Linked DNA regions of Mus musculus: regions 2, 3, 4 and 5 are each linked to region 1. The links are chromatin contacts, called in public HiChIP or PLAC-seq and promoter capture Hi-C maps. All regions are on one chromosome and are shown on one strand. Each heading gives the region's core, a stretch centred on a gene start, on an enhancer-like site or on the middle of the called end of the contact. The rest is flanking DNA. Distances are from core to core; before and after follow the strand shown.

Evidence for each region. Promoter capture Hi-C pulls out the DNA fragments that hold promoters and counts their contacts. HiChIP or PLAC-seq counts read pairs in DNA pulled down with a chosen protein or histone mark.
Region 2: a contact with region 1 is called in a promoter capture Hi-C map of the 3T3-L1 cell line, with 3 times the contacts expected there. The contact joins the promoter of Grem2 here to the promoter of Olfr433 in region 1. A contact is called at or near these places in 2 of 39 promoter capture datasets (the 3T3-L1 cell line and hippocampal neurons).
Region 3: a promoter capture Hi-C map of trophoblast stem cells shows a contact between it and region 1, with 2.2 times the contacts expected there. The contact joins the enhancer-like site here to the promoter of Olfr433 in region 1. A contact is called at or near these places in 6 of 39 promoter capture datasets (the C10 cell line, the HPC-7 cell line, hematopoietic stem and progenitor cells and 3 more), 1 of 115 datasets of contacts at active chromatin or transcription factors (CD8 T cells) and 1 of 9 other capture datasets (macrophages).
Region 4: a promoter capture Hi-C map of 3T3-L1-derived adipocytes shows a contact between it and region 1, with 6 times the contacts expected there. The contact joins the enhancer-like site here to the promoter of Olfr433 in region 1. A contact is called at or near these places in 14 of 39 promoter capture datasets (the 3T3-L1 cell line, 3T3-L1-derived adipocytes, the C10 cell line and 8 more), 2 of 15 datasets of contacts at CTCF or cohesin (CD8 T cells and large pre-B cells), 3 of 484 Hi-C or Micro-C datasets (B cells, bone marrow-derived macrophages and myeloid progenitors), 8 of 115 datasets of contacts at active chromatin or transcription factors (CD8 T cells, bone marrow-derived dendritic cells, bone marrow-derived macrophages and 4 more) and 3 of 9 other capture datasets (adipose tissue, liver and macrophages).
Region 5: a BATF HiChIP or PLAC-seq map of CD8 T cells shows a contact between it and region 1, with 10 read pairs. The contact joins the enhancer-like site here to the promoter of Olfr433 in region 1. A contact is called at or near these places in 2 of 39 promoter capture datasets (cranial neural crest and liver), 1 of 484 Hi-C or Micro-C datasets (B cells), 1 of 115 datasets of contacts at active chromatin or transcription factors (CD8 T cells) and 3 of 9 other capture datasets (adipose tissue, liver and pancreatic islet).

The regions. Positions count from the first base shown.
Region 1 is chr1:174,039,182-174,043,701 of GRCm38.p6, reverse strand. Olfr433 (olfactory receptor 433) reads right to left here and starts at 1,769. Exons shown (of 1, transcript NM_146717.2): 1 at 766-1,769. The coding sequence starts at 1,750. The coding sequence ends at 806.
Region 2 is chr1:174,919,649-174,924,168 of GRCm38.p6, reverse strand. It overlaps Grem2 (gremlin 2, DAN family BMP antagonist), which reads left to right and starts at 2,350. Exons shown (of 2, transcript NM_011825.1): 1 at 2,350-2,596.
Region 3 is chr1:173,407,061-173,411,580 of GRCm38.p6, reverse strand. It overlaps a transcript of Aim2 not described here. Among named protein-coding and RNA genes, the nearest start is that of Aim2, 11 kb to the left of the region's middle. Within about 2 kb of position 2,345, at least 85 of the 459 cell types and tissues checked have an H3K27ac peak or open chromatin away from gene starts, as enhancers often do. A contact at or near this core is called in CD8 T cells, the HPC-7 cell line, hematopoietic stem and progenitor cells and 1 more, where this site is marked.
Region 4 is chr1:173,454,046-173,458,565 of GRCm38.p6, reverse strand. It overlaps Aim2 (absent in melanoma 2), which reads right to left. Exons shown (of 9, transcript NM_001013779.2): 4 at 4,253-4,342; 5 at 2,951-3,232. The coding sequence starts at 3,212. Among named protein-coding and RNA genes, the nearest start is that of Ifi206, 35 kb to the left of the region's middle. Within about 2 kb of position 2,200, at least 17 of the 459 cell types and tissues checked have an H3K27ac peak or open chromatin away from gene starts, as enhancers often do. A contact at or near this core is called in 3T3-L1-derived adipocytes and CD8 T cells, where this site is marked.
Region 5 is chr1:173,508,148-173,512,667 of GRCm38.p6, reverse strand. No RefSeq gene overlaps it. Among named protein-coding and RNA genes, the nearest start is that of Ifi206, 19 kb to the right of the region's middle. Within about 2 kb of position 1,892, at least 17 of the 459 cell types and tissues checked have an H3K27ac peak or open chromatin away from gene starts, as enhancers often do. A contact at or near this core is called in B cells and CD8 T cells, where this site is marked.

The DNA of each region.
Region 1 (4,520 bases), core at 520-3,019:
GGTTTGCAGTTCTAGACTCTAGCCATGCACCCTAAGAGTTATGTGATTCAGAACTGGTTTCTGGAAGATGATTCAAGATTACAAGTCTCTATCAGCTGGGAGCTGTTGGCTCTACATGAAACTCCACACATGCTGTCAATGGGTACTTTCTGTCACCCATGTTTTTTTTTTTTTTTGTCTTTTAAACTGTCTGTTGGGATCATGTGTTGAGGTCAGATGTTGCTGCTAGCTTTCGGTGGCCTTTTCATTTCAAGGCTGCAATGACTGTTTACCTTATCGCCCACACTTTTATGATGTATAAATTGTGAGCCATCAGATACCCACACGGGGGTGGTCTGATGATTAAAAAACAGAACCAAAACTTTGGCAGACCAGGTACAAGGCAGATAGACAGATAGATTAGACAGATAGATAGATAGGTTAGATAGATAGATAGATAGATAGATAGATAGATAGATAGATAGATAGATAGATAGATAGATTAGATAGATAGATAGATAGATAGATAGACAGACAGATAGATAATTATCAAAGTCACAAATACAATTCAAATATTTCTATATGCCAGTTTTTAATCTTCCATGGATTTCTTCATTGTCATGTTGAAAATGATTCAGAAAAAAATGCCTTTTGCTCATTCTGCTCTACCTCTGATTGATCTGTCTAAAAGACTGAACATATGCAGCATAGTAAGTGCTAAACTCAGTGGTACACTTATTGGCATTTATTTTGATTCTGCAAAATGATTCACAAGCCATTTGAGTGTTGCATTTACCCTGAATGTGGGTAATGTCAAAAGAGATAATTAGGTGTCTCTCAACAAAGTTCTGATCTTTTCACTGACCCTCTTCACGGCTTCCTTCACCTCTTTGTTGCGAAGGGAATAGATGATAGGGTTGAGGAATGGAGTTAGGAGGGCATACACTAAGGCAATAAGTTTGTCAGTGCCCTCAGGTCTGCTCTGAGGTGAACCCACATACACAGTAAAAGCAGAAGCATAGAACAGTGCAACCACTGTCATATGGGAGGAGCATGTGGAGAAGGCTTTGGCTCGACTGGCAGCTGAAGGCAGCTTCAGGACAGCTGTCAGAATACCCCCATAGAGTCCCAAGATGAGGACAAAATTGCATCCAGTGGCCACACCAATCACTGCCCCGTGAACCCGAGCATGCCACCTTGTGCTCACACATGCCAACCGCATTAGTGGTGCCAGGTCACAAAAGTAATGGGCTATTTCTTTCAAGCAATACGGTAAACTGGCAGTGAGACATGCAGGCACCAGGGCAGCTGAAAAGCCAGCTACCCAAGTGGCACCTGCAAGCCATAGCTGTACCTGCCTGCTCATGAGTGCATGGTAGTGCAGTGGACGACAGATAGCAAGGTAGCGGTCCAGAGCCATGACACCTAACAGGTAGCACTCGGTCATGCCCAAGGAGTGAAAGACATACAGCTGGACGAAGCATGCAGACGAGGGGATGGGTGAATGCCCATGGAGCAGGGTGTGCAGCAAGGTGGGCACTGTGGTGCTGACATACCAGAGTTCCAGGAAGGAGAGGACACTGATAAAGAAGTACATGGGAGTGGACAGCCCTGAATCTGCCTGAACCAAGACAATGATGAACAAGTTCCCTGCCAGTGTGAGGAGATAGATGCACAGGGTCCCCAGGAAGGCAAGAGGTCGGAGGGCACCAGAGGTAGTGAAACCAGCAAGGATGAAGGTCCGTGTCCAGGTGTAGTTGACATGATCCATGGTTCCAAGGAGGAGGTGGAGTTAAGGTCCAAGATTAACTACGTCAGGATCTTCCATCTCTTTGTGAAATACTCCTAGAGTCAAGAGCAGCAACTCTGAGTACATGGCTGAGGTTGGACATAATCTAATTAAATCCCTATGTTGTGATACTGGAGCTGCAGCCCCCTCCCATCCCCATCAATGTGAAATGATTGGTTTCAACATCAGTAGGTGGCTGGGCTAGAACTAGAAATGAAGACACCTGGTTTATTCTTCTGAGTGTTCTACTCCTGATCTCTTGAGTGTCCACCAACACAGTTCTCCCCTATCCCACTCTCAATAAAAGGAAATGGAACCTTTCTACTGTAATCTCTCCTATGACCTATATGTTTCTTGGGGACTCTGTGCATCTATTTTAGAATAATAAAATAACTAGAAGTGTTGGTCTGTTCTAAAGGAAGGCTTGATGTCTACAGAAAGTTATAGTGACTTTTTTCAGGAAGTCTTATACTTCATTGACTATTCTGGTAGGGAAAGATTAAGTGATCTATGCCTGACAATGATGCAGACACTCTAAGATTAATCCCTAAAATATAATGCCCATGAAATGTAATGGTTATTCACTTCCAGGCCCATCATATACAATGATTATTCAATTCTAGACCCATCATATACAATGATTATTCACTACCAGGCCCATGATATGCCCTGATTATTCCCTATCAGTCCTATGATCTCCTATGAGTATTTACTATCAGTCCCACAATCTTCTATGAGTGTTCACTCTCAGGCTCACGATATCTACTGATTGTTCACCCAACATTCATACCGTACCTTCTAAAAGTTGAGCTTCATGAGAGACAGATGACATGAATTTTCAAAGAAGAAAAGTGTGAGTCAGAATCCCCAGGCAGAAAAGAAACTTTGCAGTAGCTGTGAATTGGCTGCATGCCCTTGCTCTGACACACCCCAGCTGTACACTCTGAACTAGGGGATTTTTTTTTTTTACTTAACCAACTTCCTGTTTCCTAAAATGAAGAAGAAGAACAAGATTTGGCAGTTGGTTTCTGAAACTGTTATGAGTTCTGATCTCCCTAGGATATTGGGAAATGATTGTGAGTTTTGTGGTTGGGTTTTCCTTCCATAACCTGAGGCTACTCACTAGGAAAGATCAAAATCAAAACTCTTGCCTTATTCTCTTCTGGTAATCTCCTACACTCTACCACCGTCATCTATCACCTGACCATTTGGTGGCATTAGCATCCGTGTCATCCCCCTAATGGCAATTCCGATCTCTATCTACTTATATGAAACGGTCCTGGAAAGGCTGCTTTCCCAGAGGCCCCTCGTTGGGTGTTCCCTGGAGCTGTGAGTATGATGAGCTCTCAGAATCCCTCTGGAGCAAGAAGTTGGGTAGAGAGAAGTGAAACAGCATTTCTATTCCTAAGATGACTTCTTTGCTTCTTGCTACCAGGGATGATGCTTTTGTCGTGAAATCTATCCTTCTTAAGAGACAACTAATTAATAGTAAGGCTGTGGGAATTGATTTCAAAGGAAGAGATGAATAATTGTTTAAAATAATTTTACAGAGAATCTCCCCCTTTGGTTCCTTTATCTCTATAATAATAATAATAATAATAATAATTATTATTATTATATTATTATTATTATTATTATTATTATTACTATTAACATTACATCCGAATCACTGTCCCCACTTCTGGTCCCCCCTCGGACAGTGCTTACTCCTATCTCCTGCTGTAGCCTCTCAACCCTGGCACATCAAATCTTGCAGGACAAGGCACAACCTCTCCAACTGAGGCCAGACAAGGCAGCCCAGTTAGCAACTCAAGAGCTCTGTAGCAAAAGACTGCTTAAAAAACAAAAACAAACAAACAAACAAACCCAGGAGATTTCATGGATCTCATCTATAAAAATGAGAACACACTTCCAGAAATGATATGAAAAAAAAATCCAGAATGTGTAAATACACTTACATTAGTTTGCTTACAAGTTGTAAAAACACAATTAAAATTTATTTTGATGAATATGGTGGGTTTCAAAGCACAGAAAGGGGGAAACTAGGTTTTAAAGTTGGAGAAGCACTCACTCATGTTATATGCCCTGTGGCTTACTTTATTATAAAGGATAGAGTTATATTATCTACTGGAACAATTGTGCTCACCTTAAAAATTCACTTTCACATGATGACACTGTGTGCTGCTCTAGTAATCAACAATGAGCATTTATTTGCTTGCATTGTTGGGTGACTACTGAACACTCCATAAAACGTCTTTAGGTCTTTTGGTGTCATCATCAAGTATAGAGCCTAGAGATGAATTAATTTACTCTAGGAGAGAGTCAGCACTTCTTTTAGGCGTTACCAAGTAGTGTGCTGCTTGGGTAATATTCTGTTCTCCTCCAAACTACTGCTCAATATAGATGGTTGAACTAACTGCCATTAGGAAGACAAAAAGTAAGGAGAAAACTGAGTTATGGTACCCATTTCACATAGGCAAGAAGAATGACAGAATTCTCCAGGGTGTCACTGTACATGTTGGTACAAAGGCAAGGGCTGAGTTGAATTATTACCAGTTTGACTGACCTGCACATGATGAATGTGAAATATATAAAAGCCAAACAAGAACCTCCATTATGGAATTTATATGTAAAAAGTTCAAGTAGTGTCTTCCTCACATAGACACTTACTCCCCATGTGTTTTACATGTATCAAATACTTTAACAGATGAATTCTCTCAGCTTATCTACTGTCCTCATTTCACAAGAGGGA
Region 2 (4,520 bases), core at 1,101-3,600, 880 kb before region 1:
TTAAAGCCTGCTCTTGCTTTGCCATGAGTTCTATCTCTAAGACAAGACCCTCAGTTCTCTGAGCATCTCTTATAAATTGTAGTATTGCATAATCATTATCTTTTTCACCTCTCTTGGATGCATGCCAACTCTGAATGCCTCTTGGTTGTTTTTGTTTTTGTTTTTAATAGGATATAGAAATAAAGATGGTGACAAGGTAGAGTATAATATAAAATAAAAGAGTGCCTGGCCATTAATCTCCACTGCAGCCTACTCATTATTGTTCCTATCAAGACCCAAGAATTTTCTTATTACCAATGTCTATGCCATTTAAAACAAGTAAGGCTTAATGAACTGTCGCATATAGGGATTATCTTTGAACAAAACTGTCTCCTTAAATGTAGTAAATGATCAGAAGAATAAGGAATATATACAAATGATTTATTTTCCACTAATTGCATAACTGATTAGGCTCAAGAAGTGCCTTTTAAATCATCCAGTTTTGCTCTTCATTAACTGGATTGAATTATTACCTGAAATGAAATTTCAAATTTGAAGCATACAGCCATGCTATCTGTGCCTTTCCACTACTCATGATTCTACTGACACTGTCTCTCTTGTGATATAAAAAGCTATAATGAGCCCTGCATATAATAAGCAAAATAAAAAGACTTGTTTTATGATTATTATTGCTGTTGTTTTGATATTATTTGTAGGTTGTCTCTATTTGTATTCATTCTGAGAGGCATCTCTAAAGCAAGCAACTGATAGCTAGCTTACTTACATATATGACTAGTCCTGAAATAATGTAAAGAATGACCATCAGGTTGGACAACTGAGTCCCTGCTGACAGCTCTTTAGGGCAAAGGTGAACATTGGTTAGACTCTGCCGCATTCACTCTTCGGCTTCCCTTGATTCTCATAGTTAGCATGGGAAGATAAGTCCCAGAAGACGGAAGAGAGGCCTTCACCCCATCTTCCAGCTCTGCTTGGTGTTATCTTCAGCAGCTGCTTATTACTCTGTCCTTTCCCCTGAGGAATCTGGGATGTCTCGGCTGACTCTGGGTTGGCCCCTTCTGAGTAACTGCTTTGTAGTTCCACATTGTTGGAATGGATTTAAATATGAAAAGAAAGCAGGCAAGATGTTTGTTAGCAGCAAATTGTAAAATATATATATATATATTATTCTCTATGATTTTGAACTTAGGTGCGCTGTGAGTTGGCTGAAGCCAGAGTGTCGGGTTTTAATAAGGCATGCAAAATAGGATAATTCTGGGAAAGAAACCATCAAGGCAAAAATCAAAATGGAGTTCTGTGGTTTCAGAAGCAACAGCTTTTGCCAAGAAAACCAATAAAATATACTGAGGAAAGACCATAGTAGGCTGTTTTTTAAAAAAATAAGGTGAAATCTTATTTTCTTTGAAATTTCCCAGCTCAGTAACTAAGGTCTCAGGATTTTCTTAGGCCATTTCTTCATTGATGGGATCAAAGGTTTACCTCTGTGCATGTATACAGATGATGAGTTTACACTCAGGTGCCTTTGTCAGTTGAGACTCATGGAGGTTCAGTGCTGAAGAGGCCAATGGAAACCAAAAATCCCCCAGAGAAAAAGCCAGCATCCAGCGAACATCACAGTGAAGTGATCTATCCTGTCCAGACCAAGTGTGCGAACATTGGTCTATATTCTCTGGATGCTGAATAACCTGATTCGTATTGGAAATCTCTGTGTTCAAAATATCGGGAAAATATAAGGATATGTGGAAAAGAAAATAAATCTAAACGTTGGATACTTTGCGCTGAATTCATTCAAGACTTTAATCATTAATTAAACTCATTTTTGGCCATGGGATCAGCTTGCCTTCAATTTCACCCGCCTCAGTCATTAAAAACAAAAGGAACCTAGCTTTATGTGCATGTGCACACACATGTGTGCTTGTACGTGTGTGTGTGTGTGTGTGTGTGTGTGTGTGTGTGTGTGTGTGTGTGTGTGTGTGTGTGTGTGTGTGTGTTTCTATACTCTTGACATTTTGAGTCCACCCTAAAGAGAATGATCTGAAGGCGTGAATGGGGTTTGCGGGTAAAGAGGCTGGTGGATTTCTCTACATGACAAGGTTTGGATTGGAAGTCTGCTAAACAAAATGTTAAGAGCTGCCCACAAGGTTGTAAATCCACAGTCTGCAAAGAGGAAGGGAGAAATACAGAGAGCGACTGGGGTGTGTGTGTGTGTGTGAAGTATTTGTGGGTTAGATGAGAAGCGAGGGCTGAGTGAAGCCCGAGAAGGAGGGGTGACTGGTGTGATTTGTTTGGTGTTCTGAGCCAATAGAAACTCCAGCCTGTGATAATATCCCCATGCAGCGCCTAGAGGACTCAGTGCTGTCTCCAGCTCCTTCCACATCTGCAGGCGCGGCTGGGACGCGCTCCGCCCTCTGTGCGCTCCACTGGGCTCCGCTCGCTCCGCACACCCTCGCTGCTTCCCAGGCCTCCTGCAGAACCAGGCTGCGGCTGCCCCCGACGATACGGCGCACAGCCCGCTGTGGATCCTGTCATTCACAGAGAGGAGAGGGACAGGGAGACACACAAGGGAACCGAGGAGGAGGCTTCCATCTCGTCATTGCAGGTATGCGGCTTGTCACAACCTATCTGACTGCGCACAGGTTTCTATCTTCTGCCTTTCTAAGGCACCTAGGGTAGATTCACGTCTGTCCGCGGGGCTGGCTGGTTCGCAGAGAAGTGCCGAGTGAATGCCCCCTGAGTTACACTGCTTTCATGTGGCTGGGGCCACCAGGTGGATTCACCTATTGGATTCTGCGTAGGTGGAAAGCCCAGACCTTTAAACTTCACAGCGATCTTTAAATTAACTAATTAAATAAATAACACCAGTATCTGCACATTGTAGTGAGGGTTCCCCTTGGTGACCCGCATTCTAATGATGACCCAACATGTAATTGTTTAGAAAGCAGGTTTTGAATATAGTCAGCCTACCTAATATGTTAATGTGTTCCCTGTAGGATCAGGAAGCCACAGAGGATTTGGGCATGGTCTTGATTTCCTAAGCATGTACCAAAGTGGATACAGCCTCATGGCTGAAATATCACTATGTATTTAGGCTGTGTCTGAAGGAGAGAAGGAAAGAAGGGAGACAGCAAGTAAAAAACAAAAAACAAAAAATGCAGTTGTCATAGTCTTACCTTCACTGATCAATTAATGATACATTTGTCTTTCAGCACCCCTGACAGGATGAGTTCTAAACTCTCTCAAATTAGGTTAAAAGCATACGAATTGATCCCAGTACTCAAGAGGCTGAGGCAGGAGGATTGTGAGTTCCAGGCCAGCCTGGGCTACATAATTAAAACTATGAACTGAAAAACTTTGTACAAAATATAAACATTTCCAGGCAATGAAATGTGTAGTTCGTAGTTTTGTTTAATCGTCCAAGGTATAGATTTCTCTGTGTTTATTTTTGAGGTGAAAGGTAAGGGGGGGGCGATAAAATAGCTATTTTCCTGGGAATTTGCCATGTTTGATTCACAATTTTGAAGCTGGTTATGTAATTTTTCCCCCATGTTGATTACTTATGATTCAATTAACATTGCTTAATCAGTTCCATCTTCCTGGAAAAGCCAACGGGACTGAGTGAGTAATTGTGATAAAGGACTGGTCCTGGACAGTCCTCAGGGCTGATATTCACAGCCTTAGCCTCTGTACGAAGTGCTTTTCCTGGAATGGGGATACAGAGTAGGGGTCTCTTCAGGATGTCACGTGGGCCATCAGATGCAGAATCTGAGGAACGCTCTACTCAGTCAGCTCCTGGTATTTGCTGATGGAGACCCATTCATTGACAGTTCAGAGCTGGCTCATCCCCCCTCCGGTTCCTGAGTTCCAGCACTGCCCTTATCCCAAATCTTGTGCCTGCCCAAGCAAGATAAGGAAGTTATAAGAAAGCTATTCACTTTGCATATCACCGTGGAGCGTTTACGTCGACCCATTTTCTTTTAATCAGATGGCTGTGTTCTTTCGTCATTAGGAAGAATGCATGCGTCGTTCTACTGTGGAGTTAGGAAAATGTCACATTTTTGCCCTTTGACCAAAGCGAGTGATCACATGGGACATTTTTTTAAAAAAGTCTTGACAGGCAATAGATGTGCTGGGTAAATGCTATGTTTAAGGAAGAACATGTTAGTACTGTAGAGAAATATATCTCATCCTTAACATCCTCTGAGAAACTGATTGTAAAATGTTCACTAGTCATTGCATGCAACTCACCCAACTTAAGTCTATTTGTAGTTACAAGAGCTTAATAATAATAATAATTGTTATTATTATTACTGTTGGTGTGTGTGTGTCTGTGTGTGAGTGTGCGCATGTAAGGAGCTAATAGAAAAACTTTAGGGAACCACTTCTCTCCTTCCATATTGGGATCTTGAAAGCAAACCCAGGCCGTCAGGCTGGTGCCGCTGAGACATCCTGCAAGCCTGGATAGTTTTGTCATGAGTATTTGTCAGTATCCTATAACTCATTTCTCCTTGCCATTCAACTCCAAA
Region 3 (4,520 bases), core at 1,096-3,595, 630 kb after region 1:
GTGAACTCTACATGATAACACAGCAAATGAACTGGGAAAATTCTAAAGAAAAGGGAAAATGAGAGAACTCAATCAGTTTAATGATTTTTTTGTTTTCATTTTGTGATTTATAATTTATTTACTTTAATTATTTTATTTATTTATAATTATTTACTTGCTTTTTATACTACTCTACAACACCCAACCCTCCCAACTGCAACGCTCTCAGTTTCCCTCCTACCTGAACATCTAAACCTGGAATCTAGGCACAGAGCTTGGACTTATACAGAAACAACACTCTGGGCCTCCTGTGCCAAGTTTACAAACCAGGTAATGACTGCAGGGTGCTCCACTAAAAACTCCTACATTCCAAGGGCTCTCTGCCAATGCCAAAGCAAGAAATGAAAAGGAAACCAATTTTGTGGAAGTAAAGTAGTGTGAAAGCTCTCTTCTTCTTGGCTCTCAATTTAAAACCATGTCATTAAAACTTAGGGCTTCTCTGATTATACCTTTCCCACATCCAACCTGGGAACCGCAGCCAAGTGCCTACAAACACCTGTCTTGGACTCCTACCAAAAATGAGCTACCCTCGTGCAGCCAAATTAAGCAGGAAGAATGAATTAATAAAGTGCCCAGCTTTTCTCTGTTCTCTTTGCTCTCTACTCATTTTATGATCCATTTAAAGATGTGACTCGAAGGAGAATAGAAAGAATGCAGGCAGAGAAGGTAAGGATCGGGGCAATAACTCAAAGGAAGGAGCTAGAGGATCATAGATGTATAGAATGGAGTCACTCAGGAGAAATTCTACAAGCAGCGGACACTTCATACTATTCCAGAGAGCCACTCTACCCTCCCACACCACACGCTGGACTTCCAATAGCATTCCTATTGAGTGTTAAGTGCTTTAGGTCTGTTGGCTCATATCTAAACAGTGAGTCCATTTCTTCCACTTGTGCGCCTGTTCTGTCTTCAAGACTCCTTTGCCAGAATGGTTCTTGATACCAGTAACCAAGAAGCTGACAAACAATCAAACAAACAAAATAACAGATACAGGAGAAATCGCATCTTGTGGTTGCTTAGTAATGTCCTTGACTTTTAAAAGCTTCTCATCTCCTTCACCCATGCCAGTAGCATCACATCCAGTCCCAACTATAGCCCAAGGGACTGAACTAAGTAGTCCCTGGAAGAGGGGGTGACTTGCTGGTGCATCATTCGCTTTCCAGCCCAGAATAGTTCTAAGAGCTTTGGTCAGGACACTATCTCAAAAGCCACTTGTTTAGGGAGAAGGGGTAACACTGGGTAGGAATTTTAAAAATCAAACGCCCACAGACTGTCATCTCTCAGAAACCTTAGGCCTGTGCAGCACATCCCACCCAGAGTCAAATGGCTAAGGATTTTAGTGCTTTCATGGTGACCTCCTGGCCCATGGGCCCTTATATTTAAAGGCTGTTTTGCTTCTTTCTCTCCAAGCTTCCCAGCTATTCAACAGCTGAGATGCCCACCACTGGACCAACGCTTGGTTTCAATAGCATCTGTACCTTCTAAGTCTTTAATTAACCTGAAGAATTTAAGGACTTTAAGCCTCATGAAAATGATTTAATCACATCGTTAGAGTCTAATTTTGGTAGGAAACTTACACTTTGGAAACCTATCCAATTCCAGTACACAAGGGGCTGTGTGTGCCCAAGCAAAGTCAATCCACCAAGAAAATAAAGTCTGCCATTATTTAACCATTTGTAGCCCTTTAAAATATCCTTCCAAATAAAACCTCAACTGTGAAACAGGAAACGCATGTTCTCATTCTCCTGAGAAAACAATGACTTAAACAAACTAGACATTTCCCTGGTGCCTGAAGGCTAAAGTCTGAAGTCCAGACACTACTGTTAAAGCAGTGTCCTAACACTTAAGGAAAAATTTAGCCCATCCTTGTGATGTCTGCCATTTTCAAAGATATTTTTTAAAGCTTCTGGTTTTCAAGTATCTGTAAGGAAAAAAAAATCTGTCATCTTCATCTGTCTTCCAACCTGGTCTTACACTTGAGATTCTTTTCTCTCTTTCCTTTTTGGAGATATAGGATCATTCAGTTCGTCTTCAGATTCCATTCTCTTTTGACTTCACATGCTGCTGATGGTCATTTATCTTAGAAAAGAACACTTGCTTTTGATTAAAGCTGCATGGCTTGTGTGAGTGTATGTGTGTGTTTCCTGACACCAAAGATGCTTGCCATACCACTTGCTGATTGCTGTTCTGGTCTCCCTCCCTTGCCAATTTGCAATGCTGGTTCCTCACTCCCTTGTCTTTACCTGTGAAAATAGAGGAAGCATCCTGGCAAACATATGAGGGCCTGTGGCATGCATTTCCTGTGCTTAGGAGGTGACTCATAAGTCACAGGTTGAGAACAACTTCCTTAAACTTGCAGTGCTGATGTGTATGTGCACTAATCCTGCTTGGGAGATACCCTGACCTGTTTATTCCATTTTACCACTTGCTCTACTTAGTTCAGGACCATTTGTATCCCTGCCTCTCAATATGCCAGTTCCCTTCAACATTTTATAATGATCTCTGACCTCTCTTCCTTTCCTTAACTCATGTTGTCTTATAGAAATTTTATAATTACTGAAGCCTTCATAATAATTCTCAAATTCTCAAAACTCATCAAATTAAATATTTTAAAGGTTTTCTCTGCGATATTTTGTTCTTCTAAAAGTGAGAATGAGATTATGGAAATAGAGCTGGCAAACCGTAAGCCAAGTCCAGCCTGTGGCCTAGTTCTTCGAGGATCCAGCCTGTGGCCTAGCTCTTTAAGGATCCAAGCTATAAAATGTTTTTTTTAAGTCTTTAAAAGAACTGAGAGGGGCTGGTGAGATGGCTCAGTGGGTAAGAGCACCCGACTGCTCTTCCAAAGGTCCAGAGTTCAAATCCCAGCAACCATATGGTGGCTCACAACCATCTGTAACGAGATCTGATGCCCTCTTCTGGTGCGTCTGAAGACAGCTACAGTGTACTTACATGTAATAAATAAATCTTTAAAAAAAAAAAAAAAAGAACTGAGAAATCAAAACCAAGAATGTCAGGATGCAGAGGCAGAGGAGAGCAGAAAACCTTTATGGGGAGTATTTGCCAGAATCTCTTCTATACTGTAGCTGTTCCTTTAGTCCAGCTTTGTTGCTAGTAGCTTCAGTAATATCCATTCTTTTAAACTTTCCCCCAAGTTTGCCAAAATAGACTACCATTCCTGGGTAATGAGTAGCACACACAAACTGAACCCTCAGGTTTGTAATGACAGAATGTGACCAGAGAATCTGAGAATTTCCTCATGATCTCATTTGCTCCCCACCTCCTCTGCTCTCTCTCTCTCTCTCTCTCTCTCTCTCTCTCTCTCTCTCTCTCTCTCTCTCTCTCTCTCTCTCTCTCTCCCACTCTCCCTCTGTCCCTCCTTCCTTCCTCCCCTCTGCCCCTCTGGGCTCCTATCCACTTGTGCTGAAGAGGTCAGCTCAGAACCATTAGAAAATTACACCAGACACCTCCCCCCCCTGGAAGAGACAGGTCAGAGAGCAGGTAGAGCAGAAGGGAGAGGCTGAGTAAGCCCCTACTACCTTACTCCCTAACGACCAATCAGTTTAAAGGGCACACTGTTCTGCCATATTGTGCTTAGTTGCTGATGCTCTATTCTACCCCTGGAAACCATATAAAAACTTGCCTCTCCTTTGGGTCTGAGATGATCCCAGTGCACTGGAACAATAATTTCCTCTTGTTTTTTGCATCAATTTCCGGCTCCACATGGATAACTGGGAGGTGGGGGATCCCTTGTAAGCTAAAGCTTGCCAGAATCTTACTCTGTGTGTGTGTGTGTGTGTGTGTGTGTGTGTGTGTGTGTGTGTGTGTGTTTGCACATACGCACAGAAGTGTGTGCATGCATGCCCATACTCAGGTATGTATGTGCATGTACATGTGTGTACACACAGGAGCATGTGTGGTATTTGAGGGTCACAGAAAACAACTCTTCAAACTGCATCCTTTACCTTCCCAATGCAATTGTCCATTTGAGATTCAAGCCATCTCTTTTCCCAGTGCACAGGAGGAGAGGGGGGAAGGCAGGTAGGGTAAATGGGAAACTGCTGCAGAAGTATGCAGAAAAAGAGGTCTGAAAAAATGTCTGCCAGAGAGGTTGTCCCAGGTGGAGACAATGGGTCCTCCTGGGGTAATCATTCTGCCTTAAGAGAAAGTATTCTATTTGTTTGTTTCCTTGCTTGCTTGTTGATGACAGGGGTTCTCTTGTAGCCCTGATTGTCCTGGAACTCAAGCTGTAGTCCAGGCTTGCCTTGAACTCATGGAAATCCACCTGCTTCTGCCTCCTGAGTACTGAGAATAAAGGTGTGCACCAGCACCGCCCTGCTGAGGGAAGCTATTCTAAAAGAAGACATCTGTGTCCTCGTTTTTTGGCTCTCAGACTTTTACAGCAATATATCTCAAGGTATTAAAAATTCCCTAGGGAAATGCAAATCAAAACAACCCTGAGATTCCATCTCACACCAGTCAGA
Region 4 (4,520 bases), core at 951-3,450, 590 kb after region 1:
TGATGTATGGTGTATATGCGTGTGTCGATGGAGTGTGTGTGTGTGTGTGTGTGTGTGTGTGTGTGTGTGTGTGTGTGTGTGTGTGTGTTTAGTCTCAGGTCACACCCATTCCAAATGTCCCAGGAGCAGCATCCTTCCTATCCTTGGAACCCAATCTATCGCCATGAACAAATAGAGAATCTAAGTAGCAACGCTACCCATTTAGGACCTACATCCTGCAAACTTACTTAATTAGAGACGATCAAAGACTCTAGCTAGCAGCTCTATTGGACTGCTAAGCCCAGTTAGTGACCCTACTAAACCATGTAATGTAGATAATGTTTTTATTTGACCACAGAACACAAGCAGCAGCTTGGTCCAATCAGAAAACCTGAGAACAAGGTGTCTCCTTATAATTGATACCAACTGACATATGCATAGCACAGCCTGGGGTAAGAATAAGGGGGTTGTGAAGGAGAAGAGAAGTAGAACAAAGACCCAAAAAAGTTACTGCTTTCTCCTCCTCAAATGTGCAGGCACCCATCCAACATTTTATTCTGAAAAGGAAACTTCTTGTCCTGATTTTTAAGTGACCATCTATTAATATGGTCAGTGTTCAATTACTTAAGGAACTTATAGGTAAAGATGTTATAAGAACCTTTTTACGTGTGGTTTCCTCACAGAATCTGAAACATTCAGGGATGTTCATGGATTTAATTTTGTTAGATATCAAATCATGTAATGTATATGACTAACAGTTGTCACATAATAAGTATTCTGTCACTCTCTTTCAGACAACAGGAAGGAACTGAGTCTTGGTCAGGAATCCTATAGGGACCTTTATTCTTGTAGGCATGTCTAATCTATGGTCCATGAATCACATGTGCCAAGGACAGCTCTGAATGCAGCCCAATGCAAAACTATAAACTTCTTAGAATTTTTTGATCACATTTTTAACTCCATTGTGCTGTTATGGTGCATAAACTTTGGAAATGCTAGTGGCCTATGACTAATACCAAAATGACCAAATATGCTTGCAAGAAGTTCAACTGATCGTCCAATGGTTAGTGCTATGACATTTTTATTTATATTTTGGATATTTGCACATAAAAACATCCAGTCTCTGTTGACAGCACAGGAGAGGAGAAGAGAGCTAAGGGAGCCAAAGGGAATAAACATGTCACTCTGTTCTAGCCTATCAATCATACTGACCTTTTAAAAAAAATGCCATTGAGAGTGTTGTGTGGAAACATTTGGAAAAGTCATCTTCCCACTAGATACCTCTCGTTTCATTTAATAATTCAATGCACACTTTTCCTCTATCTAAGATCATTATACTTGGAGAATTTCCTTAGGTTTGCTTGGGTTTGTCATGCTTATTTAACCTCATAATTTTTCACCTGTTCTCTTGCTCAAGCCTCAACTAAAGGTCGGGACCCTGTTATCATTCTTTAATGACATCGTTTAATTTGTTCAGATACACACACATACACACACACACACACACACACACACATACACACACACACACACACACACACACACACACACACACACACACAGTTTTCATGAGGCAAGGCCACGTCATGCTGAACATTTACCAGAAGAAACACAAGGCAAAACTGCTGGGAAACAAGCCAGAGATCAATGCTCTACCGTAGCAGCCACTGGCATCACTGACACAGCTGTGGTCAAGGCAGGCTTGAAGATGACTTCAAGTAGCACTTCCAAGCTGCAAAGTGCCTAAACTGACTTCTAGATCAGCAGTCACTCCTGAGTTTTCAACCAGGTCTCAAAGTAGATCTTTTGAGCTAATCAAGCCGATAAAACCCCACCATTATTACAGAAGTAAAATAGAGGAAATTTTTTTAAGTAAGGGGGCTTTATATCATCCTATCCAGAAAAAAAAAAAAAGAAGCCATGAATAGGAATTAATTTCGGGAGTTAAAACTAAAACATGCTATCAGGCTCGCTTAGTTCAGTAGATGAACAGTAGTGACTGGAGCAATGATGTGTTCTTACTGCCACTGTGTGGTCAAATGTAAGAACTACACTTTCTGTCCAATGTCAGCTACTCTTAAACTAATCGTGATCAGGCCTTGCTCTAAGTTCCTCAAAGTCACATAGCATCTTATACCTGTATGTGATTTTTACCCTTACTTCATCACTTAGACGGCGTATAAATAACCCTCTGGAATCCAAGCCCCTGCTGCTGCATCACACACATCTCCTCGGCAAGCAGTTAACATTTTGAAGCTTCTGTATTACATAGTGTCCCCAAACCACTGCCTTTGGAATCTCTCATTTTAGGGACTCCCTTGATGAGGTATACTTTCATTGGCTCTTATTAGTCATTTGAACCCCAAGGACATCCCAGTTGTTCTTAAGGAGTAATTGGAAACTTAACGACATGGCATATAATTTGTGGAGAGTGAGAGCTGGTTTATTGAATGCAAACACGTGCTTTGTGTCCTGGAAGTTCATAATGTCGTCTATGCTAGAGATAAAGGAAGGATTAGAAACTCCATGCAGTAGAAGCGCAAAGGCTTCCTTAAAAAGGCCAACTGGGACCATGGCAGGATGGCTCAGCGCGGAGGTGGATAGTCCATGGCAAAGTTAAACAGTTCTCTGGTTTGTATGTTCAAGGCTGTGTTTTCTTCATGTCACAGCCAGGCAGGCCTTCAGCCAAGTGTGAAAACCTTAAGTACTGTGTAATGAGACCTTGGACATTAACACCGACCTGCCATTTCCGCAGTTTCTGCAAGTAGATTGGAGACAGACTCTGGTGAAGAGAGAGACAATGGTGGCAGCCCTGACTACCGGCATCAGACACGGCTAAGGAATTTGTAACATGCTGTTTAGTGACTCTGGGGGGTGAAGGGCCTGGTGATTAAGGAAATTAATTTCCTACAATACAATGTAGAAGGGTTTCATTTCTCTCATATCATTAAGGGAGGGCACTCCTACGCACCTTCTTTCTTTTTCTCTTCAAGAGCATTTGCAATATGCATATAATTCAACTTCTGGAAAATATTAATGGCCTTGGTCACTGCAGACGCCGCACCTGCACTTTGAATCAGGTGGTCAGCTAACTCTGTCCTATCTGCCACGTCGAGTGTGCTCCTGGCAATCTGAAACTCAGTCAAAGCAAAGTACTTGAACCGTTTCAGTTCTTCCTCCGTGATGTGGTCCAGGCCGGTCAACAACAGCATTTCCCGGTACTCACTCTCCATCTCACAGTCCCAGGATCAGCCTGAAAAGAAACCTCGGCCGTAAGATTACAGCACTCTATGCAAGTCTACATTCAGGACACACAAGGTAAGTGGTTAACAAGGCATACCCAAGATGACAGAGCAGGAGGAGAGCATTAGGTGAAACGTGAAAAATGAATCGCTATGCAAGATGATCAAAAAAGGATACTTTCAAAGGGCATGTGGTAACCTAGGAATTCTTAGGGTTCCTGACCCCTGCAAAGTGTAGAATATGGCACAGTGTGTATACTTCAGGCATATAACTTAAAATTTAACATACATATACATGAAATATATTTACCAGTTCATTCACTTGAGGACCATATTTTGCTGTCCCATCTCTTCAAATTCAAGATCAGAAGATTTTTCTCCTGTATTCTTCTCTAGAGACTTAAAAGGTTTAACTTGTATATCTATGACCTATTCTGGATTCTTTTGTATATGGTATAAAACTATACAAAGATCCTTTTGTGCACGTGGCAAAAATTTTCCGTGATTGTATGGAGAAGACCATGTCTTCTTTGTTTTCCAAAAAAATTCACTTTCCCATATATGAGTTGGTCTATTTAAGGATTCTTTCCCTTGTTCCTTAATTTATCTCTCTCTTAATTTAGGATGTATGTGATATTCTGAATGGGAACATTCAATAAAAAGAAGATGTCAATTTGTCAATTAATAGACAAACTACATGCAAAATCTCAGAGAAATCATGTAAGGATAATTCTACATCTGCATGCAAAGCTAAGGACAAAAAGATACCAAATATGTTAAAATATTCACCAAGTAACACTCTGCCGACTACCTATAAATGCTTTTAAAGACTTAATAATTAGGGAAGTCAAATGGTAAGCAGAAAAATGTCAGAATAAAATCAGAACCACATATACAAAAAACATGGCACATAAACAGTATGAATAAATCTGAAAGAAAGAATTATCAGCAAAGAACAGTATTCAGAAAAATTATGTGGGAGATGATAATAATTGATCTTTATCTTATATCACAGAAAAATAAATACTCACCTAGATACAATAGCTAAATAGGAATAGCAGTACAGTTGAGAAACACTGGATTTTTTTTCTTCACTTTACATTGAGAAAAAGGAAAACTTCCTAAACAATATACATAAAGGACATGTTAGGGAGGCAAGAGTTATTAAATTTCATCGAAAACATAGTCTAAAATTCTGCATGAAAATACAAACAATGCAAACATCAACAAAAAGGTCCAAATTGGGATTGTACCGCCTCCAGTGTCTATGATGAATAAACGCCTTGTTTTCAAATATGT
Region 5 (4,520 bases), core at 643-3,142, 530 kb after region 1:
AGTGCCGGACAAATACAGAAGTGGATGCTCACAGGCATCTATAACATGGAACACAGGGCCCCCAATGGAGAAGCTAGAGAAAGCACCCAAGGAGCTGAAGGGGTCTACAACCCTATAGGTGGAACAACAATATGAAATAACTAGTACCCCCAGAGCTGCATATGTAGCAGAAAATGGCCTAGTGAGCCATCACTGGGAAGAGAGGTCCCTTGGTATTGCAAACTTTATATGCCCCAGTACAGGGGAATACCAGGGCCAAGAAGCGGGAGTGGGTGGGAAGGGGAGCAGGGCAGAGGGAGGTTATAGAGAACTTTCGGGATAGCATTTGAAAAGTATATAAAGAAAATATCTAATAAAAAATAAATTTAAAAAAATGAAAAAACAAACAAACAAACAAAAAAAAAACAAAACCAGGTGTCAGATGCATTCCTGCCTCACTGCCCTAGCATTCCCCTACAATGGGGCATCAAGTCTCCACAGGACCAAGGGCCTCTCCTCCCATTGATGCCAGATAAGGCAATCCTCTACTACATATGCAGCTGGAGCCATGGGATCCCTCCTTTGTTGGTGTTTTAGTCCCTGGGTGTTGGGAGCCATTAAGACAACACAATTGTCCTGATCTCTGAATTGGGCCTCTCCCCCCCCCCCCCCGAGAAGAAAAGGGGGTCAAAAGCGGGCCACCGACACACCGCTCCTAGAACAACCACAGATTGTTCCAGCCCTAAGTCAGCTCCAGATGTCCTGACCTCAAGATACTCTGATACCTCCAAGTTCCTGCTTCCCCCTGTAACTGCCTAAAGAATGTGCAATTCTATTGCTCCATCCCTCCTGCTGAGAAGTACTTCCCCTTTTGCTTGTGCAATTCTACTGCCCCATCCTTCCTGCTGAAAGGCACTTCCCCTTTTGCTTGTGCATTTAAACCTTGGGCCTGACTAATACATTGGGGCTTTGATGCAATTCAGAACGGTTCTGTGTCATTATTCGCACAAGACCCTCGTCTCTCTCTACCTCTGATTTGGTTCTTAGGAGAAGGTCCCCTGAGAACCTCGAATAACTGGACCTGCTGGATGGGTCACCTGGGAGCTCTGGGGTGTCTGGTTGGTTGATTTTGTTTTCTTCCTATGGAATTGCAAACCCCTTCATATCTTTCAGTCCTTCCACTAACTCCTCCATTGGGATCCCCATTCTCAGTCTGGTGGTTGGCTGAGAGAATCTAAGCATCCACATCTGTTTTGGTCAGACTATGGCAGAGCCTCTCAGAGGACAGCTATACCAGGATCCTGTCAGCAAGCTCGCTTGGCATCCCCAATATTATCTGGTTTTGGTGTCTGTAGATGAGACGGATCCCCAGGTGGGGCCGCCTATGCATGGTCTTTCCTTCAGCCTATGCTCCACTCTTCGTCCCTGAATTTCCATTAGACAGGAGCAATTCTGGGTTAATATTTTTGATATGGGTGGGTGATCCAATCTTTCAACCGAGTGCTGTGCCTAACCACTGGATATGGTTTCTACAGGTTCTATCTCCCCTTTGTTGGCTATTTTGGCTAATGTCATCCTTCTTGGGTCCTGGGAACCCCTTGCTTCCATGGCATCTGGGACTTTCTAGTGGCTACCCTTGTTTCCCCATCCTCCACTGGTACACACCTCCATTCAATTTCTGACCCTCTGTACTTCTCCTGCCCTCTCTGTCTCCTCCCACACATGATCCTTTTCCTCCTTCTCCTTTCTCCCTCCCAGGTCACTTCTACCCTCTACCTCCCATGATTATTTTGTTCCCCCTTCGGAGTAATACCGAAGCTCAAGAAAAAGGATGACCAAATTGTGGATGCTTTAGTCTTAGTAGTTATAATGGTAAAACCCACATAAAAACAGCCACTGAAAGTGTAGGAAGGAAACAGTGAGTAAAACTGAGAAATACTTGAAACCAAGGCTGAGCAGAATGAAAAACAAGCCTGCTTCACTGTGCCTCTGCTTCAAAACTAAAGCCCTGGCCAAAGAAAGGGGAAACTGGAAGGATATCAACATGGTTGACAGACAGAGAAAGGAGGGCATAAGTCCTAATTTATTTACTGTTAAATGTAAGAAGAAAATACCATAAGGTGAAGGGGCAATAATGGAAAGAAAGCAAAACAAAACAGAACCCCATATTATATATAGTATATATAACATATTATAGTGTTATTATATATTACATAACATATTATAGTGTTATTAATCTATGCTGGGAGCAGCTACACAGCCACTGAGATTTAACTTTTATTAACTTCCAAACACATTCACCTGTATGTTGTGTGTAAATAATTCTTTAATGGTGAAATAATTTAAAAACAAATTACACAAAAATTCTTTGAAAGGCTAGATTATTTATGTAATGTACTTTCAAATAGAACTCAGAAAATGTTTTTCAATAACTATCACAAAATTATAGAGTTGCCCTTTCAATAAAAAGAGAATATTCTGGGTTATGGATTTATCCAGTAAAATAGTACATTGTATTTCTTATAACTCATGTTCATTCACCATTCAAAAATAGTGTCCTAAAATATATTTTGTCCCATATATGTACACATGAACACACCCGCACTCAAGTATGTAGACATTGTACATCCCATTTGAATACAAGAGAGCACACATAAACTAATTTGAAAGAGCCACAAGAAAAACCAGACATTGATTTATGTTACATTTATATGGTGTCTCTCAGTTCCTAAGTGGACAAAAGGAAAATATCTGAAAAGAGTTAGAAAGTTTAGTAATATAACTGATAAACTTGAGAAGATTTTTCTAATGTGTGTTAAATCAACATTTAAAGTGCTTTGTTCAAATACACAGGATGGGCTATTCCAGGAGTGTACAGGTAGCTTGTAGAATAGAAATGTTTTTCACGTTAACTACATCTCTTCCCCATGTCTTAATGTAAGAAAATAAAAAACGCAAACTAACAAACCAAAACCGTGACATCTCCAGATGATGGACGTTTCCTCATAGTACTTGTTAAATGTGCTCATGAAACCATTAAAAGATCGTTAGTTTGAGTAGTTGTCCTTCTGAATCAGAAACATTTTCTACTGCGCATGCCCATCACCCTCGCCTGCTGTGTAATAGTGAGAATGCAGCTTCATGTCCAAATGTACTTTTGACTAAATACTGTTTCATGATAATTCTTTTGTTTCACTATTTTATGTTTTACCCAGTCAATCAGCACAGCCAAGAGGTTCCTTTGCACTCTTTAGCCAAGCTAACCAAAACTCTCTTCTTGTATTATGTTTATTTATACTTACACTTAGAAAGTTTGTTTTATGATCTGCCACAATCAAAATGCATTTGTGTTGGCCCAGGATCCAGTAAGGGTGGGCTAGAGAAGTTTGCTGTCTTCCCTAATGAAGCATCAAAATCATGCTGCTGAGGATTCGCTGCTCAGAGTGCAGCCCAGATCCTTCCACTTTCCCCTAAAGGAACCAATAATGGTATCCTCTGTGATGCTGAGGGTTTCCCTGAGCTCCCAACTCCATTCAGCAGACAATACTCATCTCCCTGGGGATTTCTTTAGCGGTGTCTAGGTCCTGGCTGATCCTCCAGGCAAGAAACAGGACTATTTTCATTTGAGAAAGAAATGAATAAGGTCCAGGATCTCAGAAACAGGACAGGGATGTTGTAACCCCTAAACTGCCAAGAACATGAAGTATTTTAAGAGATGGAAAGAAGGACATTGGTCGGAGTCATTTAAGTTGAGAAACATTAAGTGTCTTGTACTATGTTCTCCCTGGGGAGAGAAGAGTTGCAAGAGCCCCTCCCATTGTTCTTAGCTTTCAATTTCCCCAGCTAGCAAGATTTGATGGTTTCCTGCCTAGATACACTTTACCTGCCACGAAAAACTAACGCCTGCTGTGCTGTTGTTTTTCTTATACGTCTCCATAGTTACATGTTCCAAACTTAAACTGTCATGTCCAACAGACTTACCCATGGGTCACTAAGAATTACATTTCTTTAAATAAAGGCAACATCAGAAAAGTAAAGTAAGAGTCCCAGACACTTCTCCCTCATTCCCACTCAGGGTGAATATAAGCAGGAGGACAATTTAGTGGGTGACTATTGCCACCAAGAACTGAATATATTTCCTGCAGAGAAGAACATACACAGTACAGGTACTTTCAGTTTAATTGCTTCTTAAACCATTCTCCTACTTATTAATAATTCTCCAAGCCTGAAAATAACCTGAGAAAGATATTACACAGAAGCACATCTAGGGATGAATAAATGTGAAGGAATTTGGAATTAGATGCCTGCTGGATGAGAGCTAAACTGCTTTCCTTTAGCAGTTGAGTGATTTAGCAGTTGGTGAATAAGTTATTGCTTCCTTAGCATTTCTGCACTATTTATGGATATTTATGGATGGATAAGCCCAATGGGTACAGTATGCCTAGGCAATGATACCCTGGAAGCCTTGACAGCTGTGGCAGAGCTCTTAGGTCTTAGTCACATCAGGGACCTGTAGTGACCTTTGTCCAACAGAGTTTTTC